6 separate regions of the Mus musculus genome follow, and regions 1, 2, 3, 5 and 6 are each linked to region 4. The links are chromatin contacts, called in public promoter capture Hi-C maps. All regions are on one chromosome and are shown on one strand. Each heading gives the region's core, a stretch centred on a gene start, on an enhancer-like site or on the middle of the called end of the contact. The rest is flanking DNA. Distances are from core to core; before and after follow the strand shown.

Evidence for each region. Promoter capture Hi-C pulls out the DNA fragments that hold promoters and counts their contacts.
Region 1: a contact with region 4 is called in a promoter capture Hi-C map of embryonic stem cells, with 2.4 times the contacts expected there. The contact joins the promoter of Prcd here to the promoter of Syngr2 in region 4. A contact is called at or near these places in 1 of 39 promoter capture datasets (embryonic stem cells) and 1 of 115 datasets of contacts at active chromatin or transcription factors (pancreatic cancer cells).
Region 2: a promoter capture Hi-C map of liver shows a contact between it and region 4, with 4 times the contacts expected there. The contact joins the promoter of Sap30bp here to the promoter of Syngr2 in region 4. A contact is called at or near these places in 1 of 39 promoter capture datasets (liver) and 1 of 9 other capture datasets (adipose tissue).
Region 3: a contact with region 4 is called in a promoter capture Hi-C map of pre-B cells, with 4 times the contacts expected there. The contact joins the promoter of Prpsap1 here to the promoter of Syngr2 in region 4. A contact is called at or near these places in 1 of 39 promoter capture datasets (pre-B cells) and 1 of 115 datasets of contacts at active chromatin or transcription factors (pancreatic cancer cells).
Region 5: a contact with region 4 is called in a promoter capture Hi-C map of liver, with 3 times the contacts expected there. The contact joins the promoter of H3f3b here to the promoter of Syngr2 in region 4. A contact is called at or near these places in 1 of 39 promoter capture datasets (liver) and 2 of 115 datasets of contacts at active chromatin or transcription factors (bone marrow-derived dendritic cells and pancreatic cancer cells).
Region 6: a promoter capture Hi-C map of liver shows a contact between it and region 4, with 2.4 times the contacts expected there. The contact joins the promoter of Acox1 here to the promoter of Syngr2 in region 4. A contact is called at or near these places in 1 of 39 promoter capture datasets (liver) and 1 of 115 datasets of contacts at active chromatin or transcription factors (pancreatic cancer cells).

Annotation. Positions count from the first base shown.
Region 1 is chr11:116,655,538-116,659,126 of GRCm38.p6, reverse strand. It overlaps Prcd (photoreceptor disc component), which reads right to left and starts at 2,019. Exons shown (of 5, transcript NM_001163318.1): 1 at 1,820-2,019; 2 at 1,521-1,589. The coding sequence starts at 1,890.
Region 2 is chr11:115,932,196-115,936,016 of GRCm38.p6, reverse strand. Sap30bp (SAP30 binding protein) reads right to left here and starts at 2,358. Exons shown (of 11, transcript NM_020483.3): 1 at 2,236-2,358; 2 at 542-651. The coding sequence starts at 2,341. Recql5 (RecQ protein-like 5) reads left to right here and starts at 2,525. Exons shown (of 19, transcript NM_130454.2): 1 at 2,525-3,228. The coding sequence starts at 3,099.
Region 3 is chr11:116,488,949-116,492,735 of GRCm38.p6, reverse strand. Prpsap1 (phosphoribosyl pyrophosphate synthetase-associated protein 1) reads left to right here and starts at 2,390. Exons shown (of 10, transcript NM_026364.1): 1 at 2,390-2,688. The coding sequence starts at 2,519.
Region 4 is chr11:117,807,941-117,811,634 of GRCm38.p6, reverse strand. Syngr2 (synaptogyrin 2) reads right to left here and starts at 1,968. Exons shown (of 4, transcript NM_009304.2): 1 at 1,832-1,968. The coding sequence starts at 1,930.
Region 5 is chr11:116,023,091-116,026,835 of GRCm38.p6, reverse strand. It overlaps H3f3b (H3.3 histone B), which reads left to right and starts at 2,332. Exons shown (of 4, transcript NM_008211.3): 1 at 2,332-2,457; 2 at 2,817-2,954; 3 at 3,058-3,211; 4 at 3,301-3,745. The coding sequence starts at 2,827. The coding sequence ends at 3,429.
Region 6 is chr11:116,197,312-116,200,922 of GRCm38.p6, reverse strand. It overlaps Acox1 (acyl-Coenzyme A oxidase 1, palmitoyl), which reads left to right and starts at 1,878. Exons shown (of 14, transcript NM_015729.3): 1 at 1,878-2,327; 2 at 2,542-2,701. The coding sequence starts at 2,219. Ten1 (TEN1 telomerase capping complex subunit) reads right to left here and starts at 2,068. Exons shown (of 4, transcript NM_027107.1): 1 at 1,940-2,068.

The DNA.
Region 1 (3,589 bases), core at 770-3,269, 1.2 Mb after region 4:
GAGTTAAAAGGCAGCAGATGTGGCCTGCCCAAATGGTCCCCAGGTGTGGCCTTTTCTCTTTTGTCAGGAGATCTAGGACCCCCACCTTTTCTTTGTGGGCAAGACAGATATTTGGAAGTCAGATGCTCCCCCTCCTGCTGCTCAGTCACTACCAAGCAGTTATAAGCATGCATGTCCTGATAAGCCTATGGTTTTTGAGAATTACTGTATAAGAAAAGTTTGGGAGCTGGCACTAGTACAGCACCCCTTTAATTCCAGTGCACATGAGGCAGAGGTAGGCAGATCTTTGAGAGTTTGGAGCCAGCCTGGTCTGCATAGCAAGTTCCAGGCCAACCAGGGCAACATAGTGAGATCCTGTCTCAAAATAAATAAATAAATAAATAAATAAAAGAAAAAAGAGTAAATAAATAAATAAATAAACCGAAAAAAGAGTAAATAAATAAATAAATAAATAGAGAGAATGAAAAAGAGAAAGGTCTAGGGAAACATAAAGCACCCATCAAGTACTCAGCCGGGAGGACGGCTATGCAGCCAGGACCAGGACAGCTATGTAGCCAGGAGGACAGCTATGCAGCCGGGAGGACGGCCATGCAGACGGGAGTACCACTATGCAGCCCAGAGTACAGCTAGCACGAGTTCCCAGTTCCACTGTGCTTCCGCAGCTGTGCAGCTGTTGTCCACAACTCCAGCTTTAGGGGGCATGGTATGTGTTTACCCGCCCACACTGACTTGAGCCAAGTTAGTAAGGACACCCTCCTCCTGTGGGCCCCAAATCCTGAAGGCCCGGGAGATCTTTTTTGCCCTTTGTTTTCACTAAAAGTGAGAGTTGATCTTGGGATCCTGCCCATGCTAGGGAGTCCACGGGACATAACCTTACACATAGGTACTAAATTGACACTTTTGTAGTGTCTTGACGGGCGTGGAGACTCTGGAAAACCAGGGAAGGAAAAGTCAGGAAGAATGCACAACTTTGCCTCCCCAAAGGCCACATGGCTGCAACCTAAGGAAGAGTTAACTTTCAGGCCATTGGAGACAGCGTCCTGCCCGCAGGGGCAGCCCAGCCAATGACACTTAGTGTCGATGACGTCATGCACCTCCTGCGCCTTCTATTGGGGACTGGACAGCGAATCCTGCTGGAGGTTCAGGCAACGGAGCTGCAGAGCCCGTCCGTGGCAGAGGAAGGAGGAGGAGGAGGGCCAAGGACAAGAGAGCAGCAAATCGACCCAGAGTGGCTCCTGCCTCCTCCCTCTGCTCCCTGCTCCTCCAACAGAAGGTCCTCCTGGGGACTGCCCCACACTCACATCACAGAAGCAAAGCCACACAGCATTGGTTCAGAAAAGAGGAGCAAGGACTCCCTCTGCCACCTAACCTGCCCACTACACAAGGAGTGACTGGTGAGGGCTAGGGCTAGGGCTAGAACTCGGTATTTGAGTGCCTGTGCGCGCATGCGCACACAAACACAGGCGCACACACCAATAGTTTCCTTAGCACTACTTTCCCCACTCCTGACTCTCTTTCACCTGCCGGTAGATTGAAGGTCTGTGTCTGAGCCGCTGCCCACGACTGTCCCGTCCACTCTGCTGGGCTCTCTGGAAGGGAAGAGCAGGCAAGAGAACCTGTAGGCAGTGCTCAGCCCCTGCCCCACCCCTTTACCACAGTCCAGCAGCACAGCACTGGCTGCTCCAACCCACACCACTAGCTCCAAGAGGGACCCCTCCAGGGTGTCCTTTGAATTCCTTTCCAGACCAGCTTGTCTGTAACTCTCCCTGGTGGTCCCTCCCACCCACGACCCCAATCCACAGCCCCATCAGTTTCTCACGGTTCCACTCGGTTGGTAAATCTACGGCGCCACAGCATGGCCAAGCTGAACAGGAAGAGGGTGGTGCACATGGCTCAGCTGCCCCATCCCCACCGACGACCAACTCCGCTGAAGAAGGCCACAGGGCCGGGGAGCCACAATGGCCAGCCTACCTCTCCCAAGCCACCGCTGTGTTTCCTGAAGTTCCTGGGAAGGGATTAGGACGTTCAAGCTGATTAGTGGAGTGGGCAGACCTGACCTTGTGAAGAGAGATTAAACTCACCAGGCCCAAGATCTCCCCTCTAGTGGCAGAGTAAGTCAGCCTCCTTCAAGGCATGCCAGGTAACCCTGAGTGCCCCTCCAGAATGTTCTACCCAGAACATTCACTACTATCCGGGCTTTGGCATCAAGGCACGTAGTGCAATCGAGCTAAGTGAGCTACTTCCATACACTGTTAAATGTACCTGCAGAGCACTTGAGGACTTAGAAGCATCAAGGATAGCTTCAAAGAGGATCTGGGGCCTTGGCCCGGTGACAAAGACCTGTAAGCCACTGGGGAGGGGAGGAGCACCTCAAGTTCAAAGCCTGGCTGAGCTCCAGAGAGCTCTGAGGCCAGCCTGGGAAACCTAATGAGAGTGTCTCAAAGAGCTCTGAGGCGATAACTCTGTAGCAGAGTACTTGCCTGGGGTTCCAAGGCCCTAAGTTCAGTCTCCCATACGGGAGAGAAAGAGTGAGCTATCACAGGAGGTGTCTGAACGTGCAGGTGCCAGAGAAGGACGGGCCCTCAGCCAACTCTGCCGGGCTGCTGACATGAAAGCTTGCCAGTCTTCAGGGACCGAGGCTGCGAGGCAGGGGAGTTGCACTGTCGCAGCCAAGGCAGGAGAGAATGGCAGAGAGGAGAAGAGATGGATGATGGGACCAGGAGGACCAGAGAGTAGAGCGTGTGTGTGTGTGTGTGTGTGTGTGTGTGTGTGTGTGTGTGAGTGTGTGTGTGTGTGTGCTCGAGCACGTGTGTGCGTGTGTGTGAGAGTATGTGCATGTGTGTGAGAGTGTGTGCGTGCACATGTGTGTGTGCGTGTGTGTGTGCGTGTGTGTGTGTGTGTGTGTGTGTGTGTGTGTGCATGCGTGCGCGTGCACCAGGCCTCCCCTGCACCTTCTGAGCTTTCCTAATTACACTCCCTTTGCAGTAAAAGGCAGAGTCGAGGTGTGCACACAGACAGAACTATAAATTCTATCTTATATAACAATCTTATGTAATTTAGATACAAATTATAAGCTTATCAATTATATACTAGACTACTGTACCAATATAATCCTATGTTATGGAGATACAACAGTCAGAGGAGAAGTTGAGAATCGATAGAAATACTCTTTGCACATCCCACCTGGACCTCCTGGGCAACTAGCTGCCTTGGGCAGTAGGGCTTGAGTCAGCAACACAGGGCTGAGACAAGGGCTGAGTGATGCTGGGACCTAAACCCACCTGGGCCATCACCTCTCCAGGACCTTCAGTTTTCCTTCCTAAACAAGGTGGGAGGTAATGTCTCCTGGCCAGGAGTAACATCAGACACCCCAACCCTGAGCTCCAGGGAGCAGCCTGCTGGGCCTATAAAGGTTCTTGTTAACCCTCTGTGACTGAACCTTCAAGTCTGTGTTTTTTAAATTTAAAATTTTTTTGTTATTAGTGTGTGTGTGTGTGTGTGTGTGTGTGTGTGTGTGTGTGTGTGTGTGTGTGTGAGAAAGGACAGCTTGTAAGAGTCAATCTCGGGCTGGTGAGATGGCACAGTGGGT
Region 2 (3,821 bases), core at 1,109-3,608, 1.9 Mb after region 4:
ATATGTAAGTGACACACTAGTTAGGGCAAACACATTTATAAAGTGGGAAGATTAGCTAAACTCACAAAGCAACATAAAATACCCACTGACACTAAGGTTATGAAAAGTAACCAAGCTAGGCCTAGTGCAACATGGTTATAACCCCAGCTCTCAATAAGCTGACCTAGAGGATCTGGAGCTCAGGGGTAAAAGGTTTGCCATCAGTTTGGGCTTCATAAGACCCCATCTCAAAAATGCAAAACAAAAGACCTCCTTCCAAAAGCTCAATTCAAAAGCTAATACAATGTGGTCCAGGTGAAAAAAAAAAAAAAAAAAACGACTTAACTTTCAAAAAGAGCTAATACCACCCAACCAATTCAACTTTTTTCTTCTTTCTGTGGTGCTGGGGATCAAGTCCTTGACATGCTTAGGCAAAGCCCTCTCCCATGAGCTACATCCTCAACGGGTACCAACTGATTCCAAACCAAAAGGGAAAAGGGACAGAGTTGACCATGGAATGGAAGAGTGTTTCAAGAGCTCTGGGTCTGGAAGATTTACCCACCGACTGCTTACTGTTCTCGTCCTCCTCTTCTTCATAACCATCCTCATCACCCCCTGGGCGAGAGAAGTCATCTTCTCCATAGGCGTCAGATACCAAACCACCTTTCTCCTCTGAAAGAGGAGAGAGAGGGGAGAGGGGGAGAGAGAGGGAGAAGGAGAGAGAGGGGGAGAGGGGAGAAATGTAAAAATGTTTCTGAAAATTGAATGGCCAAGATTATTTCTGAAGATAAAAAGGGAACCTAAGTCTCAAGTAAGTGGCTATAGGCCCAGATTGAATTTGTACTTAGGAAGAACAATTTAATACCAGGGGTTGGGGTTGGGAATTTAGCTCAGTGGTAGAGCTCTGGGTTCTGTCCTCAGCCTGGAGGTTGGGGGGGAGGAAGAAAAAAAAAGGAAAGAAAGAAAAAGAAAAGACCAGGGGTTGTGCCAGGAATGGCGGTGCACACCTTTGAACCGAGCACTTGGGAGGCAGAGGCAGGAGGATCTCTGAGTTCTAGATCAGCCTGAGTTCCAGGACAGTCAGGACTAGAGGGAGATCCTGTCTCAAAACAAACAAAAACAGGGGTATTGGAAGATGACTCTTATACGAGTGCATAATGTACAGGGTTTGGTGTCCCATGCTTTTAATTCAAGCTCTCTGGAGACAGGGCCAGGCAGATCTCTGTAAGTTTGACAGTTCAGTTTCCAGTACCCACATCAGGCAGCTCACAAATGCCAGTTTCAGAAGAGCTGATGCCTCTCTCTGTCCACCATGGGCAGAACTCACATGCAAGGCCCACTCCATATGTACAGATGTATATGAAAAGAAAATCAAGCATTAAATTCATGTTCTAATATTTTCAGGACAGGCTGGGGAAGTAACAAAGTAGTGGGATGCTTTCCTAAGAGTGTAAGGCCCTGGGTTTGGTTCCCAGCAGTTCCAAAGGTTGGGGAACTATTACATGCTGTTGGCCTATTAGGGCAGTTAAAGTCTTCTCCTCTTTGAACCAGCCCAACAGGTCGTTTAAACTCCTGTTTTGACATACCACACACATCTCTATCTTGTTTCATGTGCAACCTCAAAAACGCCTTCTATGCACAAGACTGTCTTCCTCATTGTTTTGCCCCTACTTTGCAGATAAGAAGACCCAAAGCTCTGGTATATCAGGTAATTTGCTTCCTTCAAGAAATCTGTTCCCTCTATGCTTCGCAGTCTGAGGGCAACCGATAGGCTTTTAAAACTCACCAAACAACAGAATCACCCTACCGCCTTAAAAGGCTTGTCTAGCATATTCTATGAAAAAGCCCAGAATTATGCACTTAGGAGAGATGCATTTTTAAAAACTCTAGGGCAGACTTAGAAACGATTCCTTAAAAGTTACCAACTTAACGAAACACAAGTTTTACTATCCTCCAGGTACATTTCACTCCTCTCTTCCCCATCAAACAACGAGACAGTGATGTCTCGACAGATGCGTACCCCCCTTGGTCCACCCTCTGGCCAGCATGACGCCTTGCGTAGAGGATCGCAGAAAGAGAGATCACTCGTACTGTAGTAGAGGTTCTAATGCTCTGTCTGACCTAGGACATCCACTGCGCTTTGGGGTTCCAAGACCCGATACCTGGAGCACAAAGAGCATCTTCTCCCCATGCCCCGCTAGAGAGGTAGCATTTGGTAACCATAACAGACCCTCCCCTTTCCAGCTCAAGTCTCACCAGTCGCTCCGCCTACAGCGTCGACTCCAGTTTCGCCATCAGATTCAGGGTCTGAATATTCCGCATAAATTGCAAGAGACGACAAAACATTTTTCTTCCCCGCCATCTTACTCCCACAGCGCGGTGTGGCTCAGGCCTATGACTCATAAGCCAATTTAGGGGCGAGAAAACCAACTTCTTCCGGATCCCAGGAGACTCCGCGCCCGAATGACAACCAATCAAAAGGGCTGTGTCTGGGCATGGCTCCGCCCCCATGCTCAGCTCTTGGAAACGTCATCAGCACGGGACGGAAGTAAGGTCTTGCGGCTTCTACTTCGCTGACTTCTCGGGCGGTTTGGCTTCTGAGTTCGAGTTAGGGAGTAGTGTTCTTTGGAAAGCTGCAGAGCCAACCGAAAAGAGCCTGGGGTCTGACATCTTGGAGAGCATTTGTCTGGCAAAGGGCGAGAGCTGTTGACTTGGGGGCTCAGAGGAGGAACGGGGGGTCGGCGTCCTTGATGAATGGTATCTATGGCTTCGCTTCTAGAACAAGGACCCTAGAAAAAGGATTCCAAGTTCTCTGGTCGACTTTGAAGACGTTTGTGGGCTTTGTTGTGGTCCGATTTGTAGCTCTGTCCACCTGACCTGGAAAGTTCATTGTTTTTATTTTTATTAAAGGGAGAAGTAATGTTAATCCCTCAGGAATGTATTGCGTGAAGCAATTCAGCCTTCACTTTTACTGCTGGGGAATGAGATATTTAAGTGTAACATAGCAGCTTACTCGGCAGGAGAAACATAGGCTATATTTTAACGTGGAGCAGAGGGTTTTTTCGGGATTGCCTTTGCCCACCTTTGCGTTAACCTTTTGGCTGCTGCTTTTTGCAAAGATGAGCGCCCGTCCTTTCTCCACTCCCTTCGACCGGGAGCGGCGAGTCCGGAGCACCCTGAAGAAAGTCTTTGGGTTTGATTCTTTTAAAACACCTTTACAAGAGAGTGCGACCATGGCTGTAGTGAAAGGTAACATACCAAGCTACCTGTTTTGCAGACTGCTGGCGGTACCGTAGTAGCTCTGTGGCACAACACCCTCTTAACTTCCTACCTCCTCACCCTTTGGAAATCTTTGAAAACCACTGGTTTGGAATTCTTTCGTGACCAAAGCTAGTGGGTATTTGCTGGGAATCTATTTGTTTATTGATGGTCTATGTAGCCCTGGCCGGCCTGGAATTCTCTATATACATCAAGTTGGCCTCAAATTTGAGCCGGTCCTTCTGCCTCTGGATTATTAAGTACTGGTATTACAGGTGTGGGCTATCATAACCTACAAATTTTGGACAGAACCACTCACACTTCTGGTTTTTTCATAGCCAGACTGACAGTCTGTCTTTGACTTCTGTTCCTAGATTCCCATTCTTGTCCCTGTGCAAGTAGTAGCAAAAGTGGCAGTAGTGCTTAATCTTGTCAGTGACCTAGGTAATCATTTCCTTGAAGAGCGAGTAGCTTGAGTTCCAGGTAGAAAAGGAGAGACTAATAACACTGTAAGCTGGAGATAGCTTGTCCAGATGGGAGCAGCAGTGCCACCAACAGACTTATTAACAGAGGACTGAATGATT
Region 3 (3,787 bases), core at 1,141-3,640, 1.3 Mb after region 4:
TCAGTATGAGATGCTCCTCCCATCAGTATGGCATGCTGCCATCAGTATGGGATGCTCCCATCCATATGGGATGCTCCTCCCATCAGTATGGTATGCTGCCATCAGTTTGGGATACTCCCATCAGTATGAGATGCTCCTCCCATCAATAAGTGCTGGAGGTCTGAGACAAGGGGAGATGACTGTGGACGGCTCTCACTAAGGAGCCCTTGGTAGCCCTAGTCAGACACTTGTGAACGGGCGAACAGATTGGAAGGAGCCCTTGTTGCTTTGATTTTTTTCAAAACCTACTTTTCATGATGGTTCTTAAATGCTTCAGCGTCCCCTCTAGCCCACCACCCACCTGAGGCAGTGGAAAAGGAAGGTTACTAGGATACGGGGGAAGTGGACCTGTTTAGAAATGGTTCTCTGCAGCGATTTCAATCTCCAGCTGACTTTCCAAAGAAAATTGAAGTTTCCACTTCAAGCTCTTACCATATACTTCTGATATTAAGATATTCCATTTTGGCTGTGACCGGAAGCAATGGACCCAGTCGATTTTGGATTAAAACTGGCAAAACCAGGAACTTAAATACATCATTTCCCCTTTCATATTTCCTCAGGTATGTGTCATAGTATAAGATCATATGTGTTGGGGGCCAGAAATCGCCTCACAAGCCACACAAACACCAATCTCAGTCAGACAGGGATAGTTTATTGAGCAGGTGCCCCAGGACTGGGTGACGAGGGTCATGGTCCAGATTCAGGTTGCCAAGGTCATGAATGTGTTTTGTAAGTCCCTTCCTTGCATAAGATATGTATCAGCAATTGGTGATTCCGTGCAAGACACTGAAGCTTCACCCTTTTATGGTGGTCCCTGGTGTCTGGCCCTTGAATAACACTGAGAGAATAGGAAGACTGAAGAGGGTACCTGCCATGTGCTACTTAAAGAGCAGGAAGGGAAAAGGCCTAGCGAAACAGGTTATGAGGTGAGGCCAGAGAGCTTATCGGCCCTTCCTGATTAGGTCTAGTGTAATCAACCTTGGGGCTCACAATCTGAGTCCAAGTCAGGTCTGGCCACCTTCTTCAATATGTTAATTAAAATTGCAACTTGGGCACGGGAGGGATGGCTCAGCAGTTAAGAGCACTGGCTGCTGTTCCTGAAGACCCAGCAGCCCACAACTGACTCCAAACTACAGTTCCAGAGAATCTGACACCCTCTTCTGGCCTTTGCAGGCACTGTGTATGCACGGTGCACAGACACAGAAAGACTCAATGTTCAGGCAGATTTCTGAGTTCGAGTCCAGCCTGGTCTACACAGCGAGTTCCAGGACAGCCAGGGCTACACAGAGAAACCCTGACTCGAAAAGCCAAATTAAATTAAATTAAATTAAATTAAATTAAAATTAAAATTAAAAGTCGAACTGAAAACAGAAAGCAGAAAAGGGAGATTTATTAAACCTAGCAACATCGGTAAGAGGAACAGAGGAATCCAGAGAAGTCCACAAGTCTGTCCTCCGTCCAGAAGTGAGATAAAAATGTAAGCAGAAGGCCGAGGATTTGCCACCTAAGCCGTCCCTTCCAGGGCAAGGTCCCGACCATCATTGAGACGCCCTTGCATGGGCTTCAACCTCAGCCTGTAAGGTGGTCTGAGAAGTCTCTGGAGCTCTGTGAAAGCTGTTTTTGGGAGTCACGTTTTTTTTTCTCCCAGCATGACATTCCTGAGGTGGGTGGGGGAAGATCTTTACTTCTTTGGGGGTCCGTTTTTCAAACAGTCTGATAGATCGAGAGGCTCAAATGTCTCTTTGGAACGACTTCATCTATTTACACAAAAGTAAATGAACACACGCGCCTTCTGTATTTGCACAAGGCGAACTCATGCGGGCAGAGCGGCTGGCTGGGGTTGAGGGGGACGGGTGGGAGAACTGAGAACAACAACGGGCAGGAGTGCAACCTTGCCTCACGTGCAGACACAGATATAACGTCTAGGGAAGGCCTCCACGTCCAGATTCTGGAGCAGTTAGTTTAAGTGCCCGCAAAAGGGAAAGGGCCGGCTGTCCCTTTTCAAATAAATCCCAGCCTGCGCAAGCGTGGAGGGGAGCGCCGGAGGCTCGTTCATCATAGAGGCGTGAGGCTAGATTGTCTCCGGTCCCTGGGCGGACATCTTAGTTCCTGGCAGTAAATTTGAAAACATTTATAAGTACCACTAAACATGGCTGCACCTCCCAGAATAGTGGACATTAAAATACCTGTCCCCGGAGACTCAAACTCAGGCGAACACGCGAGTCAGCGGCGCCTGTGTCAGAACAGGCTCTCCATGCCATGCCCACCTCCCTGCCCTTTTCCGAGATGGCGGCGGGGGCGGACGCTCTAGCTGCTCGACTCGGTGTCGCGGAGGGGCGCGGCCTGCCGCGGGGTCCGAAGGAGGCTGCGGCGCTCGGCTGCGCCTTCGGTGCGGCTTGGAGATCCGGACGCATCTGTGTCGCGCCTCGTCCCTCTGCGGCCCCGCGCGGACCGCTGTAGCCGCGCCTCGGGCCGGAGGATGCCCAGGAAGCTGCTGCTGCTGCCCCCGCTGTCCGCGTGCTCTGCTCTGCGTGTCCCGCGGGCTCGGCCCGCCGCCTCGCCGGCCATGAACGCAGCCCGCACCGGCTACCGAGTCTTCTCGGCCAACTCCACGGCCGCCTGCACGGAACTGGCCAAGCGCATCACTGAGTAAGCGAGGTGGTCCCCGGGGTGGCCCTAGCCCCTCTCCCCGTCACCTCCACCTTTGCACCCGGGAGCAGCAGGTTTGGGCCGACTCCCCAACCCCGTCCCAGGGCCGCGGCGCACTCTTAACCCTAGAGAGGTTTCCTGCGCTTGCCCTGAATCTGACCATCGCCATTTCCAGGCGTCCCTAAAGCGACAGGCGATGTGGGTCCATCCTAGACCGAAGGGTTAGGACAGTCAGGGAGAAGGGAACTCAGAAGTACTTCGGGCTGGGCGGGGGGAGAGCCGCGATTACAAGTGTGTAGGATCAGTTGTACAAAAAAGTGTTTGCTTAGGGGTGTGTGCGTGTGTTAACCACTGACCTCAGGGGACCGTGGGGGCCCTGAGATGTCTTTCCAGGCTTGTTTGTTGTTACCGATGCTGGATGGATGAAGGACGTGATTTTTTTTTTTTTTTTTAAACCTTACTTACAAACTGTGGGTGCTTCTATGGGGAAGGGATGGGAGCGTGAGCCTGAACTTTGCGGAAATCATGGAGAAGAATCCTGCAGAGCAGAGCCTCCCGGTGCCCTGCTGATAATAACCGGTCTACTTAAAGGCCCCTTTTCAATTTTGGAGAAAACTAGAGCCCTGGTATAAAGAGCCTTAAGGGCCCTTTGTGAAATAAGCTTTTTAGTAATATGTATCGTTTCTCTTCTCCTTTATGGGACAGAGCTTTATCGTAGCTCCTGCTGGCCTGGAACTTAGTGAATGGATGAGGCTTGCACTCTCAAGAGTTCAAGCCGGGAGATCTGCCTGCTTCTGCCGCGGGAACACCACACCCATCATGGGCTTTGGTTTCTGAGATAAGGTCTTATGACCCTGGTCACACTCTAAATGGTGTGATATTTCTGGCCTTGGCCTTTCCGATGCTGGCAGTTCAGGTGCGCACTTGGACTCCCTGGCGTAAATGACTTGACTTTGAACATTTAAAGTCATTTTCATATTTCAAAAGTTCTTAGCTCCACCTGTTTTATTATCAGTTGGACTTTGAAGTGGGTTTAGGAGATATGTACAGGGAGACAGTCAGTCTCTCCGGTTTCTGTTTCTTTTCATGATTTATTTAT
Region 4 (3,694 bases), core at 719-3,218:
GTTTTCCTTTCTTTCTCTGAGACAGGATGCCATTAGCTAGCTGTCCTGGAATTCAGAGAACCTGCCTCTGCCTCCAGAATAGAATGCTGGGATTCAAGGCCTGTACCACCACACCTGTCCTTATTGGCTGTTTTAAGATAGAATCTCAGGCTGGAGAGATGGCTCATCAGTTAAGAGCACTGACTGCTCTTGCAGAGGACCTGGAGACCCTCATGTTAGCTCATCACCACCTGTGACTCCAATTCCAGAGGACAAGATAACCAACCACCTTCTGAATACCAGGCATGCACGTGGTTGGTGTACCTTCATACATGCAGGCAAACATACATACAAAATAAAAATAAGTAAAGAGAAATAAAAAAGACAGGATCTCACTCAAGTTCAGGCTGGCCTGAAATTCATGACAATCCTGCCTCAGCTGCCTCAATGCTGATAACCACCTCCCATTTGAATGAGTTTTAAATAGGATGGGACACAAAATCACGGAGGTGAAACTCAGTGTTTCATCTAACCCTCACCCCAACACCCTGCCCCAAGTCAACTCTACAGCATCAACCAATATCTTCCAGAACACCCTTCAACAGCTGCCCTATTTCCCTCCAAGACTCCCCCTAAAGCAAGAGACTCCCCAGTCAGCCAGCCTTCTCCCTACAAGGACTTCCGGCTTCTTTGGCACGTCGGCCCCTCCCCTCCAGAGAACTACTAGTCTCCACCCCCACAACGGTTCCCCTCAGAGCAAGGTTCTTGGGGTGGTCAGATCCACAGCCAGACTCAGATCCCGCAGGAGCCAGGACAGAGGTGGGAAAGTCACCAGCAGAGACTGGCCAAAGTTTGGAAAGCAGCTCCTTTGGAATCGTCCTAGTCATTTCGCTTCCTCCCCACACCCTAAGGCCACCGCCAAGCCCACGTCAAGGCGGCAGATGCAACTGAGTCTGTGGGCACCTGGCTGCCTCCAGACTTGCAGGACCAGAGCGATCCTGCGGGGACGCTCTCAATAGGATTGTGGAACTGGCAGTCACAAGCCCCGCCCCCAGCTGTGGATGAAGCCGGAACTCCAGGACTGGGCGCGGAGTATGGGTCAGGGCTCCTGGCACTGCCATCCTGACTGACAGGGTACAACCCAGGACGGAGTCACTAGATTCCACCGCTAGGCTGGGAGATTCCGGGGAGCCAGGGCACCTCCAAGGCTCCAGGCCCAGACCCCCTGGGCGCAGTGGGGCCACCCTCAATCTGGCAGCTAAAGTCTCAGTTTTCAGTGTTTTCATCCCAAGGTATGGAAAGCTGCCCCCGCACGCCTGGTACAAGGGGGCTCGCCCCGCTTCTGGGAAGGGAGTGCATTTGGTGGGAAAGCAGACCTGTTGCTAGCCTCTGAGAGGGAAGGAAACTCTCCTTCAGAGTGCCAGGCCAATCCCCCTCCTCGCACCCCACGTGGCTGCAGAAAGTCCCTTCCAGGTGAATTCCCTAGGCTGGGAGCCGCGGCGTGCCGGCCACCTGCTGTGCCGTGCCCCTCTCCGGTCCCTCCCAATGCCAACAAGGCGACAGGCCTGCCTCCCCGGAGAACTTCGGGGACGTCCCGCACCAGAGCGGCCTGGACCAGTGGTCCAGGGTGCGGCGGGGCCCGGCCCGGAGTTGGGGAGACAAGGTCCGGAGTGGAACAGGCGACAAAACCCACGGGCTGGAGGGGACAGAGACGCGGAGGGGCACGGGGCCCCGCGCTCTCCGAAAGGCCCAGGACGCGCAGCCGCCGCCACCTGTCGCGCTCTGCGGCCCGCGGCCCCACGGGCCCTGGTAGCCAGGACGCCCGGCTCCGGGTCCTCGCTGGTGGACTCACCATGCTCACGAGGCGCGTCACCACCTGAGGCTGAGACAGGAAGCGCCGCAGGTCGAAGGAGCCGCCCGCGTTGGCCGCGCCATAGGCCCCGCTCTCCATGTCGCTTTCGCCACCGAGCCGCGGATGGCCGGGAACTAGCCGGATTGCCCCGCCCCGCCCACGGGGGCGGGTCCGGCCGCCGACAGGGCGGGGCCAACCGCCGGGAAGTAGCCCCTCCAAACTCGTGGAAGTTGGCAGCAAAACTTGGAGCTCGCAGGAGGCGCCAGGGTGCGGAAGGGGGAGGAAAAGCTCACCCCTGGGAAATATGTCCTACTGAGTTCATCCAGAAAGGATCAAAGAGTCCCCAAGAAGAGACATCCTAGGCGGCTCCCACTTTACTCTTACTTACACAGTGCCCTGGTGAAGGTCCTCTCCCATAAGCCCTCCAGACACCCAAATCCCACCAATCCAGAATCCAGGCTCGTAAATACCTGGATGTCACTTCACCATTCTGCTCCAGACCAAAGGACTGGGGCATAAGCTCTTGCCTAGCACATCAGAGGCCCCCAGTTCCAACCTCTGGACTACTGTAGTAATTAATAACTATGGCCCCCACAGTTCTGGCTACTCTTTGCTCTGGAGCTAAGCCTGAAAGCCAAAGGGCTCTGAAGGGCAGATTTCTAGACATCGTGATCACATGCTGCAAAGTACCTGGTGGCTGTTGTCTCAGGAAGAGAAAGAGGGCAGGAGAATAAGGAGTTCAAGACAACCCTGAGCTATCTGAGATCTAGTCTCAAGTACACACATACTGAGGATTGTAATTTTAAAAATTAAAACAAATGAGATCACTAGGTCATAGACTCCAGCTCCCCCTGTCCCCCAATAACATTTAGAAAGGGAACCTGATGCTTAATCGGAAGGGGTCGTGTGTCAACCCAGGGCTTCACCTTGGCCGCCAAGAGGCCTCCAGATATCCTTCTGTTGACAACACAAATTTGTTCCCAAGGAGACCATGGCTGTTGAGGGGTGTAGAGGGCTGAGAAGTGACACAGAATGGAGTCATGACAAGATGGCTTTACCACAGTCACTTCAATGGATAATGAATAATGAGACAGACTCACCTCAGTAATGAGGGGGGCTGGACAATAAGGAAACTGAGGCAGAAGCCTGCCCCACCAGAAGGGTCACCACTCGGGAGAAGACAGGAGTAGGCACAAGAGAGACTGGGCCTTCTAACAGTCTATCTGCGTCTATTTGCACCCTCCCCACACTAACAGAGCCTGTGACAAGCCGCTGGTAGGTGAGCCCAGGGCTACCTCCTAAAATCTGTTCATACACGCCATGAGTGTTTGATGAAGGAGAACTGGCTGTCAGGACTTTCCTACAAAGCCTCCCTTTCTCTCTCTCTCTCTCTCTCTCTCTCTTTCTCTCTCTCTCTCTCTCTCTCTCTCTCTCTCTCTCTCTCTCTCTCTCTCTCTCTTTCCTACACAGAGAAACTCTATCTCAAAAAACCAAAACCAAAACCAACCTTTTGCCATTACATCATTACATGTAATTGGTTTGTGCCTGGGGTGGGTGGGTAGAGCACACGAGATGACACATGTCATAAAAAGGACACCTTGTAAGACATAGCGCTTGCTCCCTTCACAGGGTGGGTCCCTGGGATTGAACTCAGGATCCCAGACTTGGCAGCAAACACCTTCACCCATCTCACAAGACCCTTCTCAGATTTTCGTTTTATTTTGAGACAGAGTCTCACTATGCAGCCTGACTGTCCTGGCACACATTTTGTAGACCAGGCTAGCCTCTAGCTCACAGGGATCCTCCCGCTTCTGCCTCCCACATGCTGGAACCAGAGGTGTGTGCCAGCATCCCTGGCCAGCA
Region 5 (3,745 bases), core at 1,083-3,582, 1.8 Mb after region 4:
GATCTCACAATCTCATCCTTTGGAAGAATGAGGCAGGAGGATAGTCACAAGATCAAGATATACTGGAATACATAGTGATTTTCAGGGTAGCCTGGGCTACAGAGTGAGACCCCTGTCTCAAAGGGAAAGGAGTAGGCACATGTCCTCACTGACACATCTGAAATCCCAGCACTCTGGAGGCACCAAGGCAGGAAGATGGGGACTTGCAGGCAGTAGGTCTCACTTTTCTGGGCTTTGACTGGTAACACTTAGACTTGCTTTGTTGTCTTATATTTGAATATTTCATTATACTGATAATTCATTAAACAAGATAAAGACTGGGATTTTACAGGGTTTCTCTATGTAACCCTGGATGTCCTGGAACTTGTTCTGTAGACTAAGCTGGCCTCAAACTCAAACTTGCAACCGCAATCCCTGTCCCCAAAAGTGGTATTTTTATAATGCTGGAGACATAGCTCAGCAATTAAGAGCACTTGTTGCTTTAGCAGAGGACCTGGATTCAATTTTCAGCATCCACATGGTGGCTCACAACCAACCGTAAATCCAGTACCCTATTCTAACTCCCACGGGCACCAACCAGGCAAAACATTCAGACATCTTTCTAAAATCTGTCAGGTTTTTGACATAAGTAATAATTACCAAATATTACACAAGGACACCCATTTTTTATATTATCTTCTCCTTATGGACATGACACCCTCTTGAGGTTGTTACTCTTCCGGTGTATTTATTTCATGCAGTCGAATTAAATAGTTCAAGAAATATACAAGCAGGTAATTACTACTTCTTTGGTTGGTTTTTTTTTTTTTTTTTTTTTTTTTAAAGATTTATTTATTTATTATATGTAAGTACACTGTAGCTGTCTTCAGACACTCCAGAAGAGGGAGTCAGATCTCGTTAGGATGGTTTTGAGCCACCATGTGGTTGCTGGGATTTGAACTCCAGACCTTTGGAAGAGCCGTCGGGTGCTCTTACCCACTGAGCCATCTCACCAGCCCCCTTTGGTTGGTTTTTAAGACAGAGACTCACTAAGTAGCTCTGGCTATTCTGTAATTTCTATGTAGACCAGGTTGGCCTCAAAGCCACCTGCCTCTGTCTCCAGGTTGCTGGGATTAAAGAAATGTGTGTGCCAGCATGCCTGACAACTTCTTATTAACTCTAAGTACATTGAAATAAAATATTTTGTGATGGCCTGAATTAAACATGCAAAAATAGGTATTTGTTGTTTTGTTTTGAGACACGGTCTCCCTGGGTAGCTTTTGCTGGTGTGGTCCTGCCTTTAAACTCACATGGCTTTGCCTGCCTCCAGAGCGCTAGGATGCAAGGAACAGTCCCCTTTTGTTGTTTTTTGTTTTCTTGAAACTGTTTTATATATCCTAGACTGGCCTTGACTTAAGTAGCTGTGAATGACCTTGAATTTTGGATCCTGATTCCATCTCTGATATTACCTTCATGCACCTGGAGCTTGGTTTATGTAGTCCTGGAGAAAAAACAAACAAACCAGGATTTATAAAAGACAAGATCTCTGTAGGTAGGTCTGCTTGGCCTGGAACCCCCCACCCCCTGTGGATCAGGCTGGCCTCATGTTCACAGAAATCTGCTTGCCTTTGAGCTTCCTAAAAGCTGAGATTAAAGGCCTGCAGCACCACCCAACTCGGAAATAATTTTTTTGAATTTTGATTCTTTGTGTCTATTACCCTTCCCCATCAAACAATTGCTTTATGCTTTAGAATGTGTATGCATTTACAGTGCACAAAACACTATATGCTGTAAGATGACTGACTGGATTACATTTCTCATACTATATTAAACGATGAAAATTACAGAAAGTAAATTATTCAGGGAATAATTTCATCCTACATTAAAATAATAGTAATAATTACTATTATTATATTTACGCAAAATCTCTCTAAAATGGTCTCTTGATGCAAAAAAGTCGTAGACTCTTGCCGACCCAACTTTCTTAAATTCCAGGAGACTAGTGCAATTCATTTGCATTGACTTTCTATTGTAGAGCTTTGGAACCAAGAGAAGGATCCAAACATAGCTCCATTTTATCCAATCAGAAGAGCTCCCTAGTGCTAAACTCTGATTCGTCTGTTCCTCTTTGCATCCAGCCAATCCTGAAGCAATTGTAACAGCCAATCAGTGGCCTGAACACCGGCCAATCAGGAAACGGCCCCGAAGTACGGCCTTTGTGTCGGGAGATGTCAGCGCGTCGGCGAAAGCTCCCGCCAATCGAAAAAGTCGTTGGTGTATGCAAATCAGGGTTCTGTGACGCACTGACGCAGCGTGCAGCGTCTCTATAAATATGGAGGCGTCGGGGGGCTTGGAGCGCAGAGCGGTTTGGTCGTTCGTTGGTGGAGTATCTGCCCGTTCTGCTCGCCGATTGCGGCTCTTGTTCGAGCGCTTCCAGCGTCGCCTCGGTCTCAGCAAGGGCCCCAGACTCGGCTTTGGGTGAGTTCGCGGCTCTGCCGGCGGCCGGAGCCTCCCTGGCTTTTAGGACCGCGGTCGCTGGCAGCCGACGGTCTGGTCGGTGAGGCAGCCCGGGAGGTCGAGTTCGGTCGCGTTCCGCCACCTCCGTCCTGTCTGCTTCCCGGTGGTGACTCACAGGTCCCGCCGCGGTGTTTCCGGCCGCCCGTGGAGCGGGAAGTTGCTCCTCCCCGCGCTCCCCCTCCCGGGGGAGGCCGCAGCCCGGCGCAGCCTGAGTCATTAGGGGAGGGGGAGGAGGCGGCGGCCGCCATCTGCTGCGGCGAGGAGGGGCGCCTGGCAGCCGGAGCCCGGTGACCTGGCCTTGAACGTCGCTTGTCTCGCAGGTGAAAAAAAATGGCCCGAACCAAGCAGACCGCTAGGAAGTCCACCGGTGGGAAAGCCCCCCGCAAACAGCTGGCCACCAAGGCGGCTCGGAAAAGCGCGCCCTCTACCGGCGGGGTGAAGAAGCCTCACCGCTACAGGTAGGCAGAGGGCTGGGAACAATGACTTGGCCGCCGGCTTGCGGGCGGGCGCTCTCTCCCTTCTCCCTGACCGTTGACGCCTTCCTTCTTCTGGTGACTGCAGGCCAGGGACCGTGGCTCTGAGAGAGATCCGTCGTTACCAGAAATCGACTGAGCTGCTCATCCGGAAGCTGCCATTCCAGAGATTGGTGAGGGAGATCGCCCAGGATTTCAAAACCGACTTGAGGTTTCAAAGTGCAGCCATCGGTGCCCTTCAGGTAAAGGGACAAAAGGCTTGGTGGCACTCGGGGCGGCGGCTTGATTGCTCCAGTAGGAGTGTTAATGCTGTTGCTCTTGTCCTCAACAGGAGGCTAGCGAAGCATACCTGGTGGGGTTGTTTGAAGATACCAATCTGTGTGCCATCCACGCCAAGAGAGTCACCATCATGCCCAAAGACATCCAGTTGGCTCGCCGGATACGGGGGGAGAGAGCTTAAGTTGAAGCGGTTTTTATGGCATTTTGTAGTAAATTCTGTAAAATACTTTGGTTTAATTTGTGACTTTTTTTGTAAGAAATTGTTTATAATATGTTGCATTTGTACTTAAGTCATTCCATCTTTCACTCAGGATGAATGGGAAGAGTGACTGACTGTTCACAGACCTCAGTGATGTGAGCACTGTGGCTCAGGAGTGACAAGTTGCTAATACGCAGAAGGGATGGGTGATACTTCTTGCTTTTCATGATGCATGTTTCTGTATGTTAATGACTTGTTGGGTAGCTATTAAGGTACTAGAATTGATAAATGTGTACAG
Region 6 (3,611 bases), core at 629-3,128, 1.6 Mb after region 4:
TGTTCCAGGCCTATGCCAACAGGCCAGGTCAAACTTCCAATTGTTGATAAATCTGACCATACCTTTCCCTCTCTGAGATACTGCCAAAGGTTTGCCATGTAGTCTTTTCCCTTTACCTCAGTAAGCAATAGCCTTGGTTTTTATCTCATCAATAACTTGTTAATTGTATTTGGGATCCAAGCTTCTGCTAAGAGGAATAAAATTCACAAGAACCCAACTAAACAAGATATCAGTGCCTAAGTGTCCTTGAAAATATCCTCAGTAACAGAACCTTGCTCAGGTATATGGAGCCAGAGCCAAAGGTACAAGCAACAACAATGATATAGTCTTTATTTAACTTCTCAGAATTTTTCTTCTTTTCCCTTTTAAACTTTTAAATTTTGTGGAGCTGAGGATGTAGCTGAGAGGTCTATCTCCTGCATCAAGAAAAAAAAGTGTGCCGGGCGTGGTGGCGCACACCTTTAATCCCAGCACTCGGGAGGCAGAGGCAGGCAGATTTCTGAGTTCGAGGCCAGCCTGGTCTACAAAGTGAGTTCCAGGACAGCCAGGGCTATACAGAGAAACCCTGTCTCGAAAAACAAACAAAACAAACAAACAAACAAACAAACAAAAAAGAAAAGAAAAGAAAAAAGAAAAGAAAGTGCATTAAAATATTGAATTTTGGGGGCTCCATTAACTTTGCATTCAGGCTAAAGCCTTCATTCGTTTAACCCATTCTCAGCACCGTTACTGTAAAAGGGTCTTACATATGTTGTTACAAGGGCAAGTTAGAGAGGTAATGAAGAAATGTAGTTCTTTTTTTTTTTTTTTTTTTTTTTTCGAGACAGGGTTTCTCTGTGTAGCCCTGGCTGTCCTGGAACTCACTTTGTAGACCAGGCTGGCCTCGAACTCAGAAATCCACCTGCCTCTGCCTCCCCAGTGCTGGGATTAAAGGCGTGCGCCACTACCGGCGTAGTTCTTTTTGGTGGCATGAAATCAAATGAAGAAAGAGTGCATTTTACTTAGCACTTAAAGGCTTTTTGAAACAAGGCATTACACAGCCCAGGCTGCCTTCAGTCCGATTCTATATAGCTGATAATGATCTTGGACTTCGTGATCCTCAGACCTCCACTTGAAGTTGCAAGCCTGTGTGTGCCACGGTGCCCAGTTTATGCTGTGCTTTGAGATTATATTTTGGCTTTAGTGCATGCTCGACATCTCCAGCCTACTACTTAGCAATTTTTAAGGAAGAATTAAAAAACAAACTGGTGAAAACTGGCTGTCTTTGAGGCTCAGGAACTCTTTGTTATAAATCCTACGCTAGAACTTCTTAGGCGTAGGTACATCTTCGATGACGATAATGATATGGCAAAGTAAAGTCTAGATTTCAAAATTTCTAGGACCTGCCCTGCCGGTTTAGGTGGGAAAAGACTTGGGCTATAAAATGTAGAGAAACTGGACCTGTTCCCTCTCGCTTTAAATCCAGGCCCAGTGCATAAACCCGGAAGCTCCGCAGGACCAGGTCCTTGCATCCCAAGTCTCTAACGTCAGTCAAGTCGGCAATATTTTTAGCCAACGACAATGAACCGTCTCCCGAACGTAACCTTTGTCCTGTTACCCTTTCGCTCCAATTTGTTTGGGTTCCAGTAAAATCAACAGCTTTCCTCTATTAGCCTCCTCACCCCGCCCGAGACCCTTGACACCCATTCCCTTCTGGTTTCCGGGGACACTGTGGTGAGAGGACCCCCCCCCCACACACACACACACCCACCGCCCTAGCCTGAAAGGAGGTGAGTCCCACAGCGCAGGCGCAATCCCGCCCCTCAAGGCCCTGGCCAATCGGTTGCGCGCGTCTCCAGGGCTCTTTTCCTCCCGGAAAGATCACGTGAACCTGGAGACGTGAGGTCCGGGAAGAGCCCCACTCCCTTTCCAGTGCCACTGCGGTCCCTTGACCTTTTACCTTGCTTTCCTTGGCGAGGAGCCGCTCGGGGACCTCCCCTGGCCCGCAGCAGGGGATTCGTCCGTCCGGCGGGCGGTACCAGCGTCGGGGATTGCAGCCGGTCACGTGAGGAGTGGCGGCGGGGACGGGGCGGGGACGGCTCGAGGGGGCGGGGCCGAGGGCTGTCTCGCTCCGCTCATAGGGCCTGGTCGGCGCCTGAGCTGCGGAGACAGGTTGTCATCGCTTTGGTGCCTGTCACTTCTGTCGCCACCTCCTCTGCCCCCAGCACTGGTCTCCGTCATGAATCCCGATCTGCGCAAGGAGCGGGCCGCCGCCACCTTCAATCCAGAGTTAATCACGCACATCTTGGATGGTAGTCCGGAGAACACCCGGCGCCGTCGAGAAATCGGTGAGCCTGGAGGGCCGGGCCTCTTATACCGAACCAGGCGAAAGACCCCCGTGAATGAGGATTTGGGGCCTCTGGAGTTGAGGGGAAGCGGGGACCCCTACTTCGATGGGCGTCCGGTGTCAGGATTAGGAGGGGAACGTCCTCTGTTCTAATCTGATGGGAGTCAGGGAGGGTGAGTACCTGTTTCTCTTGATGTCATTTAACCCTCTTTCAGAGAACTTGATTCTGAACGATCCAGACTTCCAACATGAGGACTATAACTTCCTCACTCGAAGCCAGCGTTACGAGGTGGCTGTTAAGAAGAGTGCCACCATGGTGAAGAAGATGAGGGAATTTGGCATCGCAGACCCTGAAGAAATCATGTGGTTTAAAAAGTAGGTGTATCTTAGCACATTAGTGTATGCCCAAACTACAGCTGCAGTCTGGGGAGGTCTTCTTACCGCGCATGTCGTTTAAAGGCTTAAATTGAATACTTCATGATTCAATTTTATGTGTGAAAAATAATATTACTTTTGCATCTAGATCTTTTAGTAGGATAGCATAGCATAGTTGTAAAAATGCTAATAATGAACGGTTGTGCCCAAAATTGTTTTTTTTTTTAATTTTAACAAACTTTAAGGGATGGTGAGGTGGCTACCTGGCCTAATCATCTAATTTCAATTTGTAGAAAGAGAGTCACCTCCCTTAGATTGTCCTCTGACCATTTGCTAGAGGTGGCTGTTGTACCCCCACACACAATAAGATGAAACTTTAATTTATAAAGTTCTTTTGAACTGGGCCACGGTGACCCATGCCTTTAATCTCAGCACTTCGGAGGAGGCAGAGGCAGAGGCAGGCTGATCTCTGATTTTGAGACCAGCCTGGTCTGCAGAGCTAGTTCCTGTTCGTCAGCCAGGGTTACATGGCGAAACTGTGGGAGAGGGTGGGCCAGAAGGCCGGGCAAACACTAGTGAAGCCCGCTGGGGGGATGGGGGAGACAGAGAGGCAAATAATAAAAAAGCTTTTTGTTCCAAACATCCCTATGAAAGTTCTTTAAGTGCAAAGTGAACCTTCACTTTGTAAGAAAGCTTCCCGATACCAAAGGTGTGGCGCAGTGGAACACAGATTGCCTAGTGTCTCAAGGCTGTGGGTTTGAGTCTCAGCACTGAAGACAAAACAGAGAGGGGGTGGCGAAATCCGCCTACTGATTTTCTGAGGAACTGTATTGCAAGACCAGACATTGAACTATTTTGGAACACTATCAGATTCTGTTTTTATGTAATGGGTAGTTTGAGTATAAAGTAA